Linked DNA regions of Mus musculus: all the other regions are linked to region 1. Evidence: chromatin contacts called from public Hi-C, HiChIP or PLAC-seq and promoter capture Hi-C data. All regions are on one chromosome and are shown on one strand. Each heading gives the region's core, a stretch centred on a gene start, on an enhancer-like site or on the middle of the called end of the contact. The rest is flanking DNA. Distances are from core to core; before and after follow the strand shown. Region 1 holds the start of Rplp1 (ribosomal protein, large, P1). Region 2 overlaps Gm34322 (a long non-coding RNA gene). Region 3 has its middle 17 kb from the start of Spesp1. Region 4 holds the start of A730043L09Rik (RIKEN cDNA A730043L09 gene).

The links. Promoter capture Hi-C pulls out the DNA fragments that hold promoters and counts their contacts. Hi-C and Micro-C count contacts between places; a contact is called where the count stands out from the background. HiChIP or PLAC-seq counts read pairs in DNA pulled down with a chosen protein or histone mark.
Region 2: a contact with region 1 is called in an H3K4me3 HiChIP or PLAC-seq map of the 230-238 cell line, with 2.8 times the contacts expected there. The contact joins the enhancer-like site here to the promoter of Rplp1 in region 1. A contact is called at or near these places in 1 of 39 promoter capture datasets (neutrophils), 1 of 15 datasets of contacts at CTCF or cohesin (large pre-B cells), 2 of 484 Hi-C or Micro-C datasets (bone marrow-derived macrophages and embryonic stem cells), 7 of 115 datasets of contacts at active chromatin or transcription factors (the 230-238 cell line, the SCID.adh cell line, embryonic basal ganglia and 3 more) and 2 of 9 other capture datasets (liver and macrophages).
Region 3: a contact with region 1 is called in a Hi-C map of the G1E-ER4 cell line, with 3 times the contacts expected there. The contact joins the enhancer-like site here to the promoter of Rplp1 in region 1. A contact is called at or near these places in 1 of 39 promoter capture datasets (liver), 1 of 15 datasets of contacts at CTCF or cohesin (the NIH/3T3 cell line), 2 of 484 Hi-C or Micro-C datasets (both in the G1E-ER4 cell line) and 2 of 115 datasets of contacts at active chromatin or transcription factors (embryonic stem cells and stem cell-derived neural progenitor cells).
Region 4: a promoter capture Hi-C map of neutrophils shows a contact between it and region 1, with 2.9 times the contacts expected there. The contact joins the promoter of A730043L09Rik here to the promoter of Rplp1 in region 1. A contact is called at or near these places in 8 of 39 promoter capture datasets (cranial neural crest, hippocampal neurons, liver and 4 more), 2 of 15 datasets of contacts at CTCF or cohesin (embryonic stem cells and pro-B cells), 24 of 484 Hi-C or Micro-C datasets (B cells, the BV-2 cell line, CD4 T cells and 15 more), 15 of 115 datasets of contacts at active chromatin or transcription factors (the 230-238 cell line, DN3 thymocytes, acute myeloid leukemia and 8 more) and 3 of 9 other capture datasets (embryonic stem cells, macrophages and pancreatic islet).

Annotation. Positions count from the first base shown.
Region 1 is chr9:61,912,683-61,916,913 of GRCm38.p6, forward strand. Rplp1 (ribosomal protein, large, P1) reads right to left here and starts at 1,828. Exons shown (of 3, transcript NM_018853.3): 1 at 1,675-1,828; 2 at 1,206-1,280; 3 at 601-839. The coding sequence starts at 1,746. The coding sequence ends at 642.
Region 2 is chr9:61,447,169-61,451,399 of GRCm38.p6, forward strand. Gm34322 (a long non-coding RNA gene) reads left to right here. Exons shown (of 3, transcript XR_379516.1): 2 at 57-309. Among named protein-coding and RNA genes, the nearest start is that of Gm34322, 6.6 kb to the left of the region's middle. Within about 2 kb of position 2,518, at least 22 of the 459 cell types and tissues checked have an H3K27ac peak or open chromatin away from gene starts, as enhancers often do. A contact at or near this core is called in the 230-238 cell line, where this site is marked.
Region 3 is chr9:62,263,123-62,267,353 of GRCm38.p6, forward strand. No RefSeq gene overlaps it. Among named protein-coding and RNA genes, the nearest start is that of Spesp1, 17 kb to the right of the region's middle. Within about 2 kb of position 2,334, at least 18 of the 459 cell types and tissues checked have an H3K27ac peak or open chromatin away from gene starts, as enhancers often do. A contact at or near this core is called in the G1E-ER4 cell line, where this site is marked.
Region 4 is chr9:62,241,999-62,246,229 of GRCm38.p6, forward strand. It overlaps A730043L09Rik (RIKEN cDNA A730043L09 gene), which reads right to left and starts at 2,102. Exons shown (of 3, transcript NR_040769.1): 1 at 1,946-2,102; 2 at 1,690-1,803; 3 at 598-1,531.

The sequences.
Region 1 (4,231 bases), core at 578-3,077:
AAAGGCGTGCACTACCACCAGCTCAGTTAATTTCAATACAACCAAAACCATACATAATAAAACTTATGTTTTGTAGTTCAGGCTGGCTTTGAACCCACTCCCTAGCTTCTTCACTAAGGCAGAGGCAATGGGGTACCTGGCACTGTCAGCCCCAAGTCCTAAACTTTCTACATGAAGTTGTAGTTACACACCAAGCCTTGCTGCGTGACTGAATCCTTTAGGCTGCTGGTTTTACACCAGTGGACTGGTAGGTTCTCTGGCCCTTCTAGATGCTTCTGAGATCCTCAACAACTGTCAAGTTCTTCACACATGAACATCGGGAGACCCAGAGGTTATTTTGTTATTCTTGACAGTAAGAGTTAGCTCTCAGCCTGTCTGTCTGGCACTAAACAGGCTCTCTGAACAGTTGCTTGAAGGGGCTTCCTGGAGACAGACCCACCCATTCTCTACCCAGATCGTCTAGTTCTTTTGACCCAGGTCTTATTTATATAACTCATGGTGGCTTTGGTCAAGACCCTCCTTCCCTGACATTTTTTTGGGACCTGCTACCATCTCTGAAACTCCAAGAGCTTTGTGGCTTACAAGTGAGACCAGTCCACCTACAGGTTCAGCTCTTTATTAGCCAACTTAACAAAAGCAGTTTAGTCAAAAAGACCGAAGCCCATGTCATCTTCAGACTCCTCGGACTCTTCCTTCTTTGCCTCCACTTTCTTCTCCTCAGCTGGGGCGGCGGCAGTGGATGGAGCAGCACCACCAGCAGGCGCAGCTCCAGCTGCTGGAGCGGGCCCACCAGCCCCTACATTGCAGATGAGGCTCCCAATGTTGACATTGGCCAGAGCCTACAACAGAGACATAGAAAAGGCTTTTAGTTTTGTGCTGCAAGATTTAATGATTCAATTAAGCTCTTTTCACCCATGAGACCAAAGCAATGTTCAGGACTACAGGGAATCAATATACAACTGCCACCAGTTGATTGACCCCACTTGCCAGAAATAAAGCTGTTTGTATAAATAGAATGTAGCTATCCACTTTGCATGAATCTCACTGCTTCAAATGCCCAAACTTAAGAGGCAACAAAACTCATTCTCAAGCCATGGACCGTGAAGGCCTGACATAAAAGCCACATCAATAAGTACAAACTAAGATACAAAAATCAAGGCTGGTGGTGGAAATCGTACATTACCAAGTGTAACCCCAAAACTTACCTTGGCAAACAAGCCAGGCCAGAAAGGTTCGACGCTGACACCAGCTGCTTTAATGAGGGCATTGATCTTATCCTCCTGGAACACAAACGCCAACCCGTCAGAACGATCAGAATGCGGCTAAAACTCAGTCACTTATACAGAGTTAAGTTTCGTACTTGGGCTAAAGTCAACCTTAAAAAAGACAAGGCCAGGTTTGAAGGCTCAGCGGGCTGTGGGATTGTCCCGCAGGCCTGACGACCTGAGTTCGAGGCCTAAAACTTAGATAAAAACAGCCCACTCTAAACAGTAGGCCTAACATGCGCGCTCGGGACCGCCATTCACCTGTCTCGGGTTGGGCCGCGCGGGGAGGACAGAGCGCATACGCCTCACAGGCCTCCAAGTCACCGAATGCCTGAGAATGCGAAGTCCGGGCGGAGCCGGGTGTCCGCCGCACAAACACGTGGCCGGCCCGGGGTTATCCCGCACTTACCGTGACCGTCACCTCGTCGTCGTGCAGGATGAGGGCGGAGTAGATGCAAGCGAGCTCGGAGACGGAAGCCATGCTGTAGACTGCCGGCACGGTGCTAGTCGCCGGATGAAGTGAGGGCCTCACCCCAACGCGGCCTTAGCTTCCTCGGAAGGACCGAGCACCTTGGCGGCAGCTGAGGAAAAGATCATATACGCCTGCGCGCAGCTTCTTATGGGACCGCGCCGACCAATCGATGCCCGACTCGAGACGGAAGGGGCAGGGCCAAAACCGAGAGGAGGCGCGTCTGCAGAACGCAGTTCCGGATTTGCGCGTTCGACTTCCGGTGCGATTGGCCTTTGGGGCTTGCGAATATTACAAGTGCTCAACAGTAGAGATTAACAGGCTAAAGGGAGAGAGCTATCGGGGGAGACGTACTGCTTAAACTGACAGGCGCGTTCCCACGGCTTGGGTACACTGAAAAGTCGCTCTCCGCCTCAAGCCTTGCGGATCACGTGGTGGACTTCCCAACCCACCCTCACCCCGGGCGTGCGCGCCGTAGTAACTGTGTCTGTGATGAGGTTGATAAATACCACCCGGGACCCGGAGTTGCATATCAAATGCAATATATCGTGGTTAATGTTTAATTCATTACATTGAAAAAGCACAGAGGGGCGGAAGTTAAGCCATCTTGCAGCTCTCAGGTTTGGCTCCCGCACCCCGAAAAGTGCCAGGAAATCCAGTAACAGGGGCTCTGATCCTGACAGAGGTCAGCAGACACGCTCAAGTACACATAAAAGTAAACACTCTTTAAAGTGTCACGCGAGGTATGGTGAGGAAAAAACCCACAGAAGTAGGAGACCACGTGATAAAATTCGGCAACTAATTATATAGAACCCCTAGAAAACCAGGAGAGTAACTTTGATGCGCAGACATCAAAAGCAAGTATCAATAAACAAACGTTTTCCTTTGCCTCTCTTTTAGTGCATGGTACTTTGTCACAGCAATAGAAACCCCAAGTGCTCATATACACAATTAAATAAAAACACCCCTCAGGTTAGGGTACAGCTCGTGTGTGGTCAGCTTGTGTAGAGGTGACCTTGGTGCTAGAAACTTGCAACTAGAATGTAGTGCATACTAGATTAAGTGGTTTCTTTAAAGTTAATAAAATTCTAATCTCAGGACCACAAAGAAGCTATGAAACAGCAAAAGGAACCTAAGTAGAGCAATATAGTTTTCACAGATAAGAGCCTAAAACGGAGAATTTTCTCCAAGTAATATAGTTCCAATCAAAATTCTGTTCATGATCTCAGTGGAATTTGACATGGCCTTCAGTCTAAACACACACACACACACACACCCTGACAGGGTGTCATGTACCTCAGCTGGCCTTGAACTTGCTATGTGGTTGAAGATTACCTGGAATGTTGGATCTTCCTCCCCTGCCTGGGATTGATTTTAAGTATCCAGGTCATGCTGGGCTAGGGATTAACTCCAGGGCGGGTACACACTAAGCACTCCAGCCACTCAGCTACATCTCAGACCCCCTTAAGCTTACTTTGAGACATGCTCTTTTTTTTTTTTTTTTTTTTTTTTTCTTTCCGAGACAGGGTTTCTCTGTGTAGCCCTGGCTGTCCTGGAATTCACTATGTAGACCAGGCTGGCCTTGAACTCAGAAATCCACCTGCCTCTGCCTCCTAAGTGCTGGGATTAAAGGTGTGCGCCACCACCGCCCAGCTGAAACATACTCTTACTATACATTTCAAGCTGGTCTGAAAGACGTCCAGGCTGGCCTTGAATTTGTGGTAAATCCTTGTCTGAGCCTGCTGAGTGCTGGAATTAGAGGCTTACACTACCGCACCTAGCCCTAGGTGTCACTGGCAATGCAAATAGATTTGCAGGCTACAACAGAGAGCCCATGGGCACACCCTCATGCTACTGAGAATTCGATAATGTCAGCAGAGGTCCAGGGAGAGTAGAATGGGTGCTTCAAACCAAAGAACAGGCATGGATCTGGTGGTTGAAGTACTCTGCACACTGAGGCTCTGGAATCGGTTGTCCCTACCATCACAAATAAAGGTGCCATAAAATAGAAACGACATGGGCAGGGAGATACAAAGTTTCAAGTTGCAGAGGATATGTAAAGTCCCACACACCCAAAATCTTAGTTTTATTGCAAGGACTCTTGTATCCTGAGAAACCAAACCCACGTCTTACTCATTAAATCAGTGAGATCCTACATGGAATCTATCGTTCATATAAGGTAACTCTGACACCAGGAGAGGATGGCAGAAATTCAAGAGCTACTAGTGAGAATGGTAAGCTGGCAAAAGAACCAATGTGTACAACACTGGTTAAAGCTGGGTGTGCACACAGCCTACAAGCACTTCTAGTCATGGCCTCCACCCTCAACACTCCAGAGTGTATGCACAAGGTGGAAAGTGCAAGGCTATTCTCTGCAGTACACGGAGAACTACACTCTTGAGGGGACAGGAAGAACATCATAGGACATCCTGCAGTCACCTTGAAATGTGTCAACTTGTGCCATCTCAGAACTGAGTTACGGCGTACACTGGAGCAC
Region 2 (4,231 bases), core at 1,268-3,767, 460 kb before region 1:
AGCACCCCACATCCTTGTCCTTACCTCAGCCAGACACACCCTCTTCCTTTCCCCAGAGACTTCCTGCTGGACTGATCTTCTGAGACAAAGTGTGACCCTTGGTCTCTTCCAATGGATGATGGAACGCCATCTCATCCTCTGACCAGAGGATCAAAGACTGCCCCAAAAGTCCCATACTGGATCCATGTGTTGCACCCTAGGCTGGAGCAGATAAAATGGATCAGGAAGGGACAACAGCTCTGCCAGCTCCCAGCCATAATGCTGTCCCCAATGGCTTCAGTGACAGAGGCAGCAGTGGGGGGATGACAGGTGAGTAGGTGTCTAAGCATGGCACCAACAGAGTCTAGGCTGACAGAATGGCTCAGGTGACCCAAAGGTACCAGACATGGGGCCCAGAGACTTGCTGGGATCACATAGCCGGTGCGTGGTGAAGACTCACAGTCACATCTCCTGAGCACTCAGTTAGGCAAGGCAGGGTGCTGGTCGTTGTCCCGTGTGGCCTTGGGTGAATGCCGCCATGTCCCCAAGAATGAAATGAGGACTTGGACTCCTTGGCTTCTTCACCTCGCTTTTGTAACCATCCTTGCAGGAATGTAGATTCTGAAGAAACACATGTGCTCCCTCCCTTTGACTGTCAGACTGTTAAACAATGGAACTCAAGACACTGGAATTTCCCTGGGACTCTCATGCTGGGAGAAGAAAAAGAACATTGGGTCCCTGGTGCCAGAAAGACACAGCTTGTTTCCCAGAAAGTGATCTCACAGAATTCTAATAATTTGTCAGACCACCCTGCAAGAGAGAGGAGGACCAGTACAAGGAAGGGACCATACTTTGGTCTATGAGCTATGCACAGCCCCTGCCCTTTATTTAAACCTGAGCCCTCTCTCAAGACCCTTAAGATAGTCATGGTGCTGGTAGAAGGTCACCATGCCCTCTTGTTCTTCTTCTCAAGTGAATCGATCCCTATTTCTGCTTCTGACCATTCCTTGCCCATTTGGATTATTGTAGAGCCTACCTTCGTAGGGCTGCCAGAACCCAGGCTGTCACCCTAATAGATCTGCCAATATTGCCTCTACTAGAAATTCCATAGGAAGAACCCCACCACCCCATGTGGGGGCCTCATATGGATAATGAATCAAGTACTAACTGGAGACAGGACTCTATCTACGGCTGCCCCAGTGTGCCTTCTAGCTCTGTGACACACACCAAAAGCAACTCGCCTACGTCGGACTGGTCACAGTCTTGAGGAAAGCCAGGGTAGGAGCTTGAGGCAGGAACCTGGAGTAAGAGCTGATGCAGACACCACTTACTGGCTTGCTCCCTGTGGCTTACTCAGCCTGATTTCTTATAATACCCCAAGACCATCTTCCCAGGGGCAGCTCCACCCATAGTGGTCTGGACTCCCCCACATCAAACATTAATGATAAAATGTCCCACGGATTTACCTACAGGCCAATCTGAAGGAGACAATTCCTCAGTGGAAGTTCCCTCTCCAAACTAGATATATCTACTTTGGGGCCAGATTCTTATAGGGCGGTGGGCATGAGAAGCAGGCCACTTGAGATTCAAATGCCAGAGCCCAAGGGACTGGTCTTGGCCAAAATCTGTTGAGCAAGCTGCGGTGGGTGGGGGCATTTGGCTTCAGAAATTGATCAGGAGGGCAGGAGGATGGGATGGGGGAGTAAGAGAGTTTGAAGCATGGTTGGCAGCCTGCAAAGACACTGGCCACCAGGAGCAGAGAAAGCAATGACTTTCTAGCAATTTCCTTTTTAAGCCCTCTCTTCTAAGTGAGCTTCTTTTAATTTATTAGGGGAGAGATTTTAAATCATCCTCTCTCTCCCAGCCCACCTCTGTCCTCCACTGCTGAGATTTCCCGGGACTATAAATTTTGTTTTAATGACAGTTTAGAAAATGAGCAAATCTTTGCTGACACTTTTATCACCTCCAGAATACTTTTAATAAGAGGTTTCAGTAGATTGCGTTCCTGGAGGGGGAAGGGAGAGGCCAGTCTGAAGATCTAGCAACCTAGGAAGACTGCTCTCCCAGGCCCAGTCCCAGCTCAGCCACCCAATGCCACCCACTCATGTCCTCCTCACCCCCAGAGGAATCCCCACTAAGCACCCCAGATGCCTCAATGCCAGCTTCAGTCTGTCCACCCACTCATCTGGCAGCCTTAGGCAGATTCACCCCTCCCCATGCCCTTCTACCTCATCTGTAAAAATCTTGCCTATGTGCAAGAGATAATTAGTGCAGACCTATTAATAATGGTTAAGCATAATTAGCCACTGACATCCAGTACCACACCTAGTTCTCAGACCGGCAAATCAGGCCCTTGAACATTTCTCAACCTGAGAACAGAGCCAGCCCCACTGGGCTGGAAAGCACAGGGCCAGCCACCCTATCGATGAAGGCCTGGCAGAGCAAGCCACAGATGTCTTGGTGTGCTCCCTGGTCAGGTGTGGTGAGGGCAGGGGTGGGGTGGCAGGGCTCTGCAGTGCCTGCGGCAAGGTGCTACCTTTTAGAGTTCTCAGCAGAACTAGGGAAGTGAAACATACCAGCCCCAGGGAGGCCAGGAGGAAAAGCCTCAGAGTAGATGGGCTGCAACAGCGGTGCGTGTGTGTGTGTGTGTGTGTGTGTGTGTGTGTGTGTGTGTGTGTGTGTGCTGAGCAGCAACTGAGGCTGGGACAGGAGACTGATTGGAAAGAGTGATGGGACTTGTCACAGTGTCACAGTTATGGACTAAAGAGAGCAAAGCCTGAAACACTCGACCACTTAAGGGATAGCGACAGAAGCTGAGAACTGGCTGGATAGAAGGCAGGCGAGCGTGCATGGAGCATCAAGGCTTGAGAAGGTGGGGCTTGAGGGCTACCACAAGAATGACAACCCTGGGAGGTGTGGATCTGACAGTGGGTAAACCTTTAAAATGGCTACTTTAAAATACAGTGGAGAGACAGACCAATTTCATTTTCTTTGAGAAACACTCAGGTATGGTGGTTTGCTCGGACCAGGGAGGATGGACAGAAGGATTAAGAACCCAAGCTAGGAGCTGGTGAGATGGCTCAGTGGGTAAGAGCACCCAACTGCTCTTCCAAAGGTCTGGAGTTCAAATCCCAGCAACCACATGGTGGCTCACAACCATCTGTAATGAGATCTGACTCCCAGCTACAGTGTACTTACATATAATAAATAAATAAATCTTAAAAAAAAAATAGAACCCAAGCTAGCCTTAGCTGCAAAATGAGATCCTGTCTTAAAAAGCCAAGTGCCAGAGATGTAGCTCAGTGATGCAGTGGCTAACACCCACAATGCCTGGGGTTCAGTCCATCCCAGCCCTGTGAAAAGGATCAGATACATTGTTGAAGGCAGACTTGTTTTTCCTTTCCATATATTATTCCCACTTTATATCCCAATCACAGTCCCTCCTCCCTCCTCTCCTCCCAGTCCCACCCTTACAGATCAATTCACTTCTTCCATTTGTTCTCAGAGAAGGGGAAGCCCCTTCTGGGTACCACACCACCCTGACATCTAGTCCCAGCAGGACTAGGCACATCCTCTCCCACCAAGGCCCAACCAGGCAGTCCAGGTACGGAAAGGGATCCGAAGGAAAGAACAGAGTCAGAGTCAGCCACTGCTCTGATTGTTAGGAGACCCACATGAAGACCAAGCTACACATCTGCTACAAACTTGTAGGGGGTCTAGATCCAGCCTCTACATGCTCTTTGGTTTGTGGTTCAGTCTCTGTGAGCCCCCATGGGCCCAGGCTAGTGGACTCTGTTGGTCTTCTTGTGGTGTCCTTGACCCCTCTGGCTCAGGCAATTCTATTCTCCACTCTTCCACAAGACCCCCTCAAGCTCCTGATGTTTATCTGTGGGTCTCTGCATCCGCCTTCATCCGCTGCTGGATGAAGCTTGTCAGGAGACATTATGCTAGGTTCTGTCTGCAAGCATAGCAGAGTATCATTAATAGTGTTGGGTGTTGGCTCTCTCACATAAGATGGGTCTCAAGTTGAGCTAGTTATTGGTTGGCCATTCCCTCAGTCACTGCTCCATCTTGTATGCAGGACACATTTTGGGTTGAAGGCTTTGTGGGTGGGTTGATGTCCCCCGCCCTCCCCTGGGAATCCTGCCTGGCTACAGGAGGTGGCAACTTCAGTCTCTATATCCCCCTCTGATAAGAATCTCAGCTAGGGTCACCCCCAAAGCTTCCCCTATTCCAGGTCTCAAGCTAGTCC
Region 3 (4,231 bases), core at 1,084-3,583, 350 kb after region 1:
CTAAATGTACAGGACTAAGAGGGGGCGGGATGGCTCATAGAGACTTAAGCAACAGTCACTGACATGTATGGATCTGAGCTAGGTCCTCTGCATACCTGCTATGGTTGTACAGTTTGATGTCCTTGTGGTACCCCCAGCAGCAGGATTGGGGGTGTCTCTGATGTTTTAGCCTGTGCTTGAGACCCCTTTCCATCTACTGGGTCTCCTAGTCTAGCCTTGCTATCCCTTCAAGGCCTGGTTCTTTTTTTTTTTTTTAAGGAAGGAATGGATCTGAGGGAGACTGGGAGTGCAGGGGAACAGGGAGAGGCGGAGTTGGGGAAATTGCACTTGGGATGTAACGTAGGTAAAGAATAAAAAACTTTTAAAAATTAAAAAAAAAGTATTATTTAAGCCAGGTGTGGCTAACCCTTTAATCCTTGGGAGGCAGAAGCAGACAGATCTTGCAGGATCTGTGAGTTCCAGGCCAGCCTGGTCTACATAGCTAGTTAGCAGTCCATCGGAGCTACACAGTAAGACCCCCGTCTCAAGAAAAATAAGCAAACAAACAAATGAATAAATAAATACTTATTGTTTAGCCTGGATGGTGGCCAGTGCCTGTAGTACCAGCTACTCAGGAGGCTGCTAAGGAAGGTCACTGGAGCACATGGGCTTTTGCCTTTCCCCGACAGGGAGGTGCTCTCATGGTGCAGGCTGCATGAACCCATTGGTGTTTGACAGAGAGCAGCAGTAGACAGGGAGGGGCAGCTGTAGGTGTGGCCCTCTATTGTTACAGCTGGCCCCGTCCCCAGCCCTGGGCACTAGAGTCTACACAGCATCTGGAAGTCGGGATCCCTCCCTCTGTCCTTGACAGTGGCTGTCATTAGTTCTGAGCCTCGAGTATAAAGCATTTCCCGGTCCTTAATGGCAGCCAATGCCACAGCTCTCAGGCCTAGGATGCCCAAGGACCCTTAAGACTTGAAAGATATTGGAAAGCTCCCTTGAAAGCTCCCAGCCACTAGAGTGTGCAATCTTTCTCTGGCTCTTCAAGGTCTTCTATTCTTTTCTAGTTCCAGCTCTGCACCCTTTCTTACCTTGTCTTGTTAAAAAATACTTGTGTGTCGGTAGTAGCACATATGTGCCTTTAATCCCAGCACTGTGGAGGCAGAGGCAGGCAGATATCTGTGACTTTGAGGCTAGCCTGCTCTACAGAGAGAGTCCCAGGACAACCATGGCTACACAGAGGAATCCTGTCTCAAGAAGAAATTAAAACTCACAAGCCCCCAAAACCCTCACTTAGTTGACAGTTGTAAGTACTTTGTATTTTGCTTTATAACACACACTAGGGATAACGGTCACTTCGGATTCAGACATGTTGATGTAGAAACAGTGGAATGTGTTCTATAAGGGGGGGGGGGAAGTACATTAATAAACATGCTTAGCTTTTGTTAGCACTTCCTTCATAAACTAAAGGTTGTTTTCCAAATTCCTTTCTACATTATCTCAAAGTAACTGTTCCAAGAAACACATTGTTAAGACCAAAGAATTCAGATTTAATTAATCAGATATTTTAATGCCAACAAAGAAAAATAAATGCTGTACAAAAATAACTTTCTCTGGGCTGAGGGTTAGAGACTTTTTGTCAACATCTGTTTTTTTTTTTTTTTTTTTGGTTTTGGTTTTTCGAGACAGGGTTTCTCTGTGTAGCCTTGGCTGTCCTGGAACTCACTTTGTAGACCAGGCTGACCTTGAACTCAGAAATCTGCCTGCCTCTGCCTCCCAAGTGCTGGGATTAAAGGCGTGCGCCACCACGCCCAGCCGTCAGCATCTTTTCAATCAAACTTGGTGAGTTAAAATTATTAGTTTTTCTTATTATGTGAAATCAAGTAAACCAATTGTCTTAGTTAGGGTTTTACTGCTGTGAACAGACACCATGACCAAGGCAAGTCTTATAAAAACAACATTTAATTGGGGCTAGCTTACAGGTTCAGAGGTTCAGTCCATTATCATCAAGGTGGGAGCATGGCAGCATCCAGGCTGTCATGGCACAGGCAGAGCTGAGAGTTCTATGTCTTCATCCAAAGGCTGCTAGTGGAAGACTGACTTCCAAGCAACTGGGGTGAGAGTCTTAAGCCCACACCCACAGTGACACACCTACTACAACCAGTCACACCTATTCCAACAAGGCCACGCCTCCGAATGGTGCCACTCCCTGGTCCAAGAATATACAAACCATCACACCAATGTACCCCACAACAACAGAAATGTGAATCAGATGAAGCGGTGCGTCCGTCAGTCAGCTTTGCGTTATCTCCATGGCAATAGCGCCCTGACCCTGTAGGAGAGCTACTGCTCCTTGGCTGCAGTGTTCACTCCCTTGCCACTTCCTGTCTGTAGCCTGCAGGTTTGCTCTGATAAGGACCACTCTTGCTTGGCACTCCCAGATGCCCCCAAGAGCTTGGAGCTGTAACACTGCAGAGCTGTGACAGTTCTCAGCAGGCACGAAGCGTCCCACACTCTTTGTTTGCTCTAAATCCTGTGTCATTCTTTACCCCCTTTAAGGTTGTTGATCCCAAACGGACAATAAAATACTTCCTGTCTGTGCACTTAGCTCTCTTAGCTCCAATCTTGGAGGTGGTGACCCGGGCCTTTCCTCTGTGCTATCGAGCCTCCTAACCGTCATCCCCACAAACATACTTTAACCCACTCCCAGTAAATGCCCACCCCCTTTTCTGCACAGATACTCACCACCATGCCCAGTTTTATGGAGCTGGAAACTGAACCCAGAACTCTGTGTGCTATGCTAGCGCTTTTCAAGCTGTGCTGTCTTCATGAACTGCCCCACCTCCTTTTTCTTTTGTTCTTTTTTCTCTTTTTTCTTTCCTGACAAACCTACAAGCGCGCCTCATCCAAATCCTCGCTTTCTCCTTCCTCCCTTTGTGCTCCATCCTCCCTGACCATCTCCATCCTCCTGTTCTCCTGGCTCCTTGCCTCCTGCTGACAGTGGCTTCCCTAATTAATAAAGAAGCTGACATTTTCTCCAAGTCTTGCTTTCAGCTGTAGCTGTCACCTCTCTGTCTCTGATCTCAGTTGCTGAGAATTTCAAAAGCTGTCTTGACAGGTTTGTTTCTAGATCCCTTGGCTCAGTGGGGCTTCCTCCCCAACTCCATCCAAGACATTTTTGGACCCATACAAAAATCTTAGCTTTAATGTTTGCCTTCAGGGGTACAAGTATCAGTTTCTCCACCTTTCCTTTTAAGAGATTCTAATTTGTATGTGTCTGACACCTTTGCCTGAAGAAGGTGTCAGATCCCCAGAGTTAGAGTTACAGTTGATTGTGAACCATCCAATATGGGTGTTGGGCCATCTCTCCAGCCTCTCTTTCTTTAAACACTTTAAGTGTGTGTGTGTGTGTGTGTGTGTGTGTGTGTGTGTGTGTGTGTGTGTGTGTGTTGGAACATTCCACAAACAGGTGTGTGGAGGTCAGAGGACAGCCTCAGGTGGCAGTCTCACCTTATATCTTGATAAGGCTCTCTTTCCTGGTGCTTCCTTTGTTAAGATGGCTGGCCAGAAGTCTCCTGGGATTTTTCCTGTCCCTTATCTCATCATAAGAGTGCTGGGACTGTAGGCACATGGCACTGTGTGCCTAGCTGGGTTGCAGGCACATGCGAACATGTCTAGCTTTTCAGGGTTTCTGGGGATCTGCCTCAGGTCTTCACGCCTCTGAGTCCCACTGAGATGTCTCCTTAGCCCCTCCTCACACTTCTCCATTGCCTTGTGTTGAATGACACGGTCCTGCTTCTGTGACTACTGTCCCAAATACTCTGAAGTTCTAACCAAGTCTCTACCCTTCCAGAAGAACGTCTTTTCCTCAATGGCTCAAATTTCTGATATCATGCAAATGGCTTAAAACTCTCACCTGTAGCTATTTCTCAAGCACCACACAATATATGTAACTGGGATACACCTCATAAACATTTTAAACGTAATACTTCCAGGCTGGCATGCAGCTCAGTTGGTAGAATACTTGCCTAGCGTGCACAGAGCCTGAAGTTCCAACCTCACCACCACATAAACCTCATCCTGGTGGCACACTTGTAATCCCAGAACGTGGGAGGAAGAGGAGACAGGAAGATCAGAAATTCAAGGTCATCTTTGGGTTGTATAACAAGCTCAAAGTCTTAAATATAAATCTGTAGTTGTAATAAATGCTACTTAAAACAAACACAAACTTTTCTGCCTCCCACCCAGTGGC
Region 4 (4,231 bases), core at 852-3,351, 330 kb after region 1:
TTTTCAGGCCAGCCTCAGACTTCCATGAGGCTGTTTCTCATTTTAATACTTAGATCACTTAAGCCTGGGACTAAAAATAATGAATAATGCCCATGTCTGGGCATTGGTGTTCCCCCTATACACTGGGTGGCCCATCCCTTGGCCATTACCTGAAATACACTCACTTGAGCTCTTGAAATCTCCCACCTCTGTGTGTAGCATGTGCAGCTATGTGTGGCCGAGTGAGGCCAGGTTCTGATGTCACATGCCTTTCTCTGTCACTCTCCTCCTTATGTTTGGTGTCAGGGTCCCTCATTGAATCTGGAGATAGTTCAGGTTATTGGTCAATAACCTCCCGGGGTCCCCAGTGCAGTGGGGGGACAGGTGCACCCCACCATACACAGCTATTTTTCCTCAGGTACTCATGGTTGTACAGCAGTGGCGTTACCTATTGAGCTATCTCCCCCCATCCAGTATTGGAGATCTCAGGTGACATTACCATCTCTACATTTGTTTATTTAAAAAATATTACATAAGCCATGCATAAGTATATGGATTTAAAATATCATCATGAGTAACTCCTGGCTAAAGTCTTAAGGTTTTATTTTTTATTTATGTGTGTCTTATATGGGGCTTCCATTGCTTCGAAGAGACACTATGACCATGGCAACACTTATAAAGGAAGCTGGCTTATAGCTCAGAGGTTTTGTCCATTGTCACCATGGTGGGAAGCACAGAGGCATATAGGCAGACGCACTGGAGAAGTAGCTGAGAGTTCTACACCTGGATCCACAGGCAGCAGGAAGAGAGAGTGTGACTGAGCCTGGCTTGAGCATCTGAAACCTCAAAGCCCACCCCCAGTGACACACTTCCTCCAGCAAGGCCATATCTACTTTAATAAGGCTACATCTCCTAACAGTGGCACTCCCTCTGAGCCTATGGGAGCCATTTTCATTCAAACCACCACAATGTGTGTAACAAGAGTGTGTGTGGTGCTGCCCACAGAGGCCAGGAGAGACCATAGGATCCCCTGGAACTGGAGTCACAGGCTTTGTGAACCACCAGCTATGGGTACCAAGAACCAAACCCTGGTCCTCTGGAAGAACAGCCGTGCTCATGACTGCTGAGCATGTCTCCAGCATGTGCCCAGGATAAGGAGCTCAGGTGAAAGCAGAGGGTGGGGAGATAGGGTACCCTTGGCAGCTACCTGGGACAGTTCCTAAAGATGGCGCTTTAATATCTGAACTGGAGCCAGACTGTTGGATGCTCACTGCATCCCTGTGATTGGGGGCCACGGGAGAAGGAAACCCTGAGTAGGGTATGGTCACCGGGCTGGGCCCCCCCCCCATGGGTGAGAGAATCATGTAGGAGTGGGAAAGAGGGGGACGGAGAAAAGGGAAAGGGGGGAGGGCATGTGGAGGTCAGAGAACAGTCCTAAGCAGCTGGTTCTCTCTTTCCACCATCTGGGTCCTGGAGTGGCACTCTGGTCGTCAGTGTTGGTGGCGAGTACCTTCATCTGCTGAGCCATCTCTCTGGCCCGTCATTTATTTTTCTGTCACGTGAACAGGCATGTCAGATAGTCTTTTTTAAACATAATGTTCTATTGGGGTTTCTTTTTTTAAAAAAATATACCTTTTGCCACAAAAACATCAATTTTTTTTTTTTTTTTGAGGAAGGATCTCATGTAGCCCACTCTGACCTTGAACTCACCACGGCGCTGAGACTGGCCTTCCATTTCTGATTCTTCTGCCTTCATATCCACACGTGCTGGATTACAGGCGTGGGCTTCGACGTCTGCACCCGACACACATCGATTTGTTCACTCTGTGGATGGTAAAGTGATGGCTCAGAGAGGCACATCTCCAAGCACAGCACAGCAGAAACTATGTCAGTCCAGTGACCCGACTGCTGACCAGGTGTTTGCACAGGGACAATCTCTGCTGCTGTCCCTAACACCGCCCCCCACCTTTTCAGTCTTGTCTGCCAGGCTAGTGACACTTCTCAGTAAAGCTTGTGTGACCTCTCCTCCCATCAGTGTCCTCTGGCTCCCAGCGCATTAACAAACGGCACTTGTGCACCTAACGGTTGGTTTTGCTAATGCCTGCTGTCTCTCAGAGCAGAATGGCTCTGGCAGCGTCACTCCGCCCGCTGTGTTTGCACTCCTGGTCTCCAGATCCCAGCTGACAACTTGATGTGCTGCACTCCTTTCCAGAGCTCGTACGTTTCAGTACTCCCGTGCTCCAGTGACACTCTCAGCCAGCTTAGGCCTGTCCACCTCACGCGTGCTAGGTCTCCGGCACCACAGGTCAGACCCTGGGAAGTTCACAGCTTACAGAGAAGAAGGACAGATACCCACAGATGGTCAGAGACTGAGCCTGGAGGTGCTGCCTGAAGCAGAGAGTCTGTAACAGGGTGCGTCCTCCAGGCCCTCTTTCATTCCATTTAAACCCTTTAGGAACGATCCTGCCTCCGGGTGAAGTGAAGTGAAGCCTCCGGAGATTCCCTGGTTCTACAGCGCCCTCTTGTGGACAACTGGAGTCTGCCTATAGAGAAAGCAAAGGGCACTTTCGATTAGTCATGGGGGACAGAAGGACACTCAATTCTTCCGACCAAGTTCTTTCACCTATGACCAGTGTCTTAGCTCCTTTCCGGGTTAGTTGTATGTCAACTTGACACAGACTTCATTCATCTGGGAAGAGAGACTTGCACTAGCAAAGTGCCCTGTGATATTAGCCTATACATAATCCTATGGGGCATTTTCTTGATTAATGATTAATGTGGGAGGACCCAGCCCTCTGTGGGTTATGCCGCCCCTGGGCTAGAGGTCCTGGATTGTATTAAAAATAATGGGCTGAGCAGGCTGTGGGGAGCAAGCCAGAAAGCAGCCCTCCTCCACAGGCTGTGCTTCAGTCCCTGCCTCTTGTCCCTGCCCTGACTTCCTTTGGTGACTGACACACTACAATGTAGAACTGTAAGATGAAATAAACCCTTTCCCTCCCAAAGTGCTTTATTACAGCAACAGGCGCATAACTAGATGGTTGTTTTCCAGTTCGTTGATAGAAAAGACCCTGGCAAAGACAACTTGAAGAAGGATGGGTTTATTCTGACTCCCAGTTTGAGGTCCAGCCCATCACAGCAGGGGAGAAAATTCCCATAGGGGGGAACCTGAAGCAGAGGCTCAAACTGAATATTCAGTCCAAGAGCAGAGTGCACCTGCAGCTTTCGGGGAGTCTCCTGACTCCATCTCTTGTCTTGCCCTAAGGCAACTGGGATTACAGACATGTGCTATCATGTCTGCCTTTGTGTGGGCTCTAGGGGGTCCAAATTTGGAACCTCATACACATGTGGCAAGTGCTTTTACCCACTGTCCCACCTTCGATTACTGGAGACTGTGGGGAAGGCCCTAGCACCAGGCCTGGCCCCAGCTCCAACAGGCGAAGCTTCGTGCGAGTGAGCCCCTCTTTTCCAACCACCTTCACTGGAACAACCAGGGCATGTGATTAGCCTCGGTCCCAGTGGAAAAGACTGACGAGGAGAGGTTGTCAGGGTGGCTACGTCCCAGGTGGCTGGATTCTTAGGTATGTAAACCAGATGACTGGATGCAGAAAGGTATTGTCTGCATCTCGCTTCTCAGAAGATCAATGAGGCATGGGTAAAAGGAGGGCAAGGGACCAAGATAGACAGACAGACAGACACACGTGCACACACAGAGGAGGAAAACATCATAGATGCACATCACAGAGCTGTCTGAACTTTGGCTATAAAATTAGTATCACAGCTTGGCTGCTTGGCCCGTATTTCTGTATTTCTTGTTGCAACCTTGGACTCAGCCTCACTGCCCCCTGCAGGCTGCAGGGCTTTACCTCATTCCAGTAAGACTACCCCTACCAAGGCCCATGATAGATAGAGTCCTTCTTCTCGTTTTTAGCAGGGCTGGAATCAAAATGCCCTCTAAGCAAGCACTCTTATCATGCCCGGCTCCGACAGCTCAGTCCTGGAGAGCGAGCTACAGGTAGATAATACAAGCATCTGTATCCTATCAGGGAGGAAACAGGAAGAGCAGGAAGTACATGCCCTGCACCTATTGTCCTCTAAGGACAAAATACAGATTCCAGCTCAGGGTGAATGAAGCTCAAACTAGAGAAATTGGAAATTGAAAACCACCGAACCTCAAGGTTTCATAATTAAAGTTAAGATCAGAGGCTACGCGCTTCAGCTGTGATTAATGAGAAATCTCAGAAGAAGGTTCAAT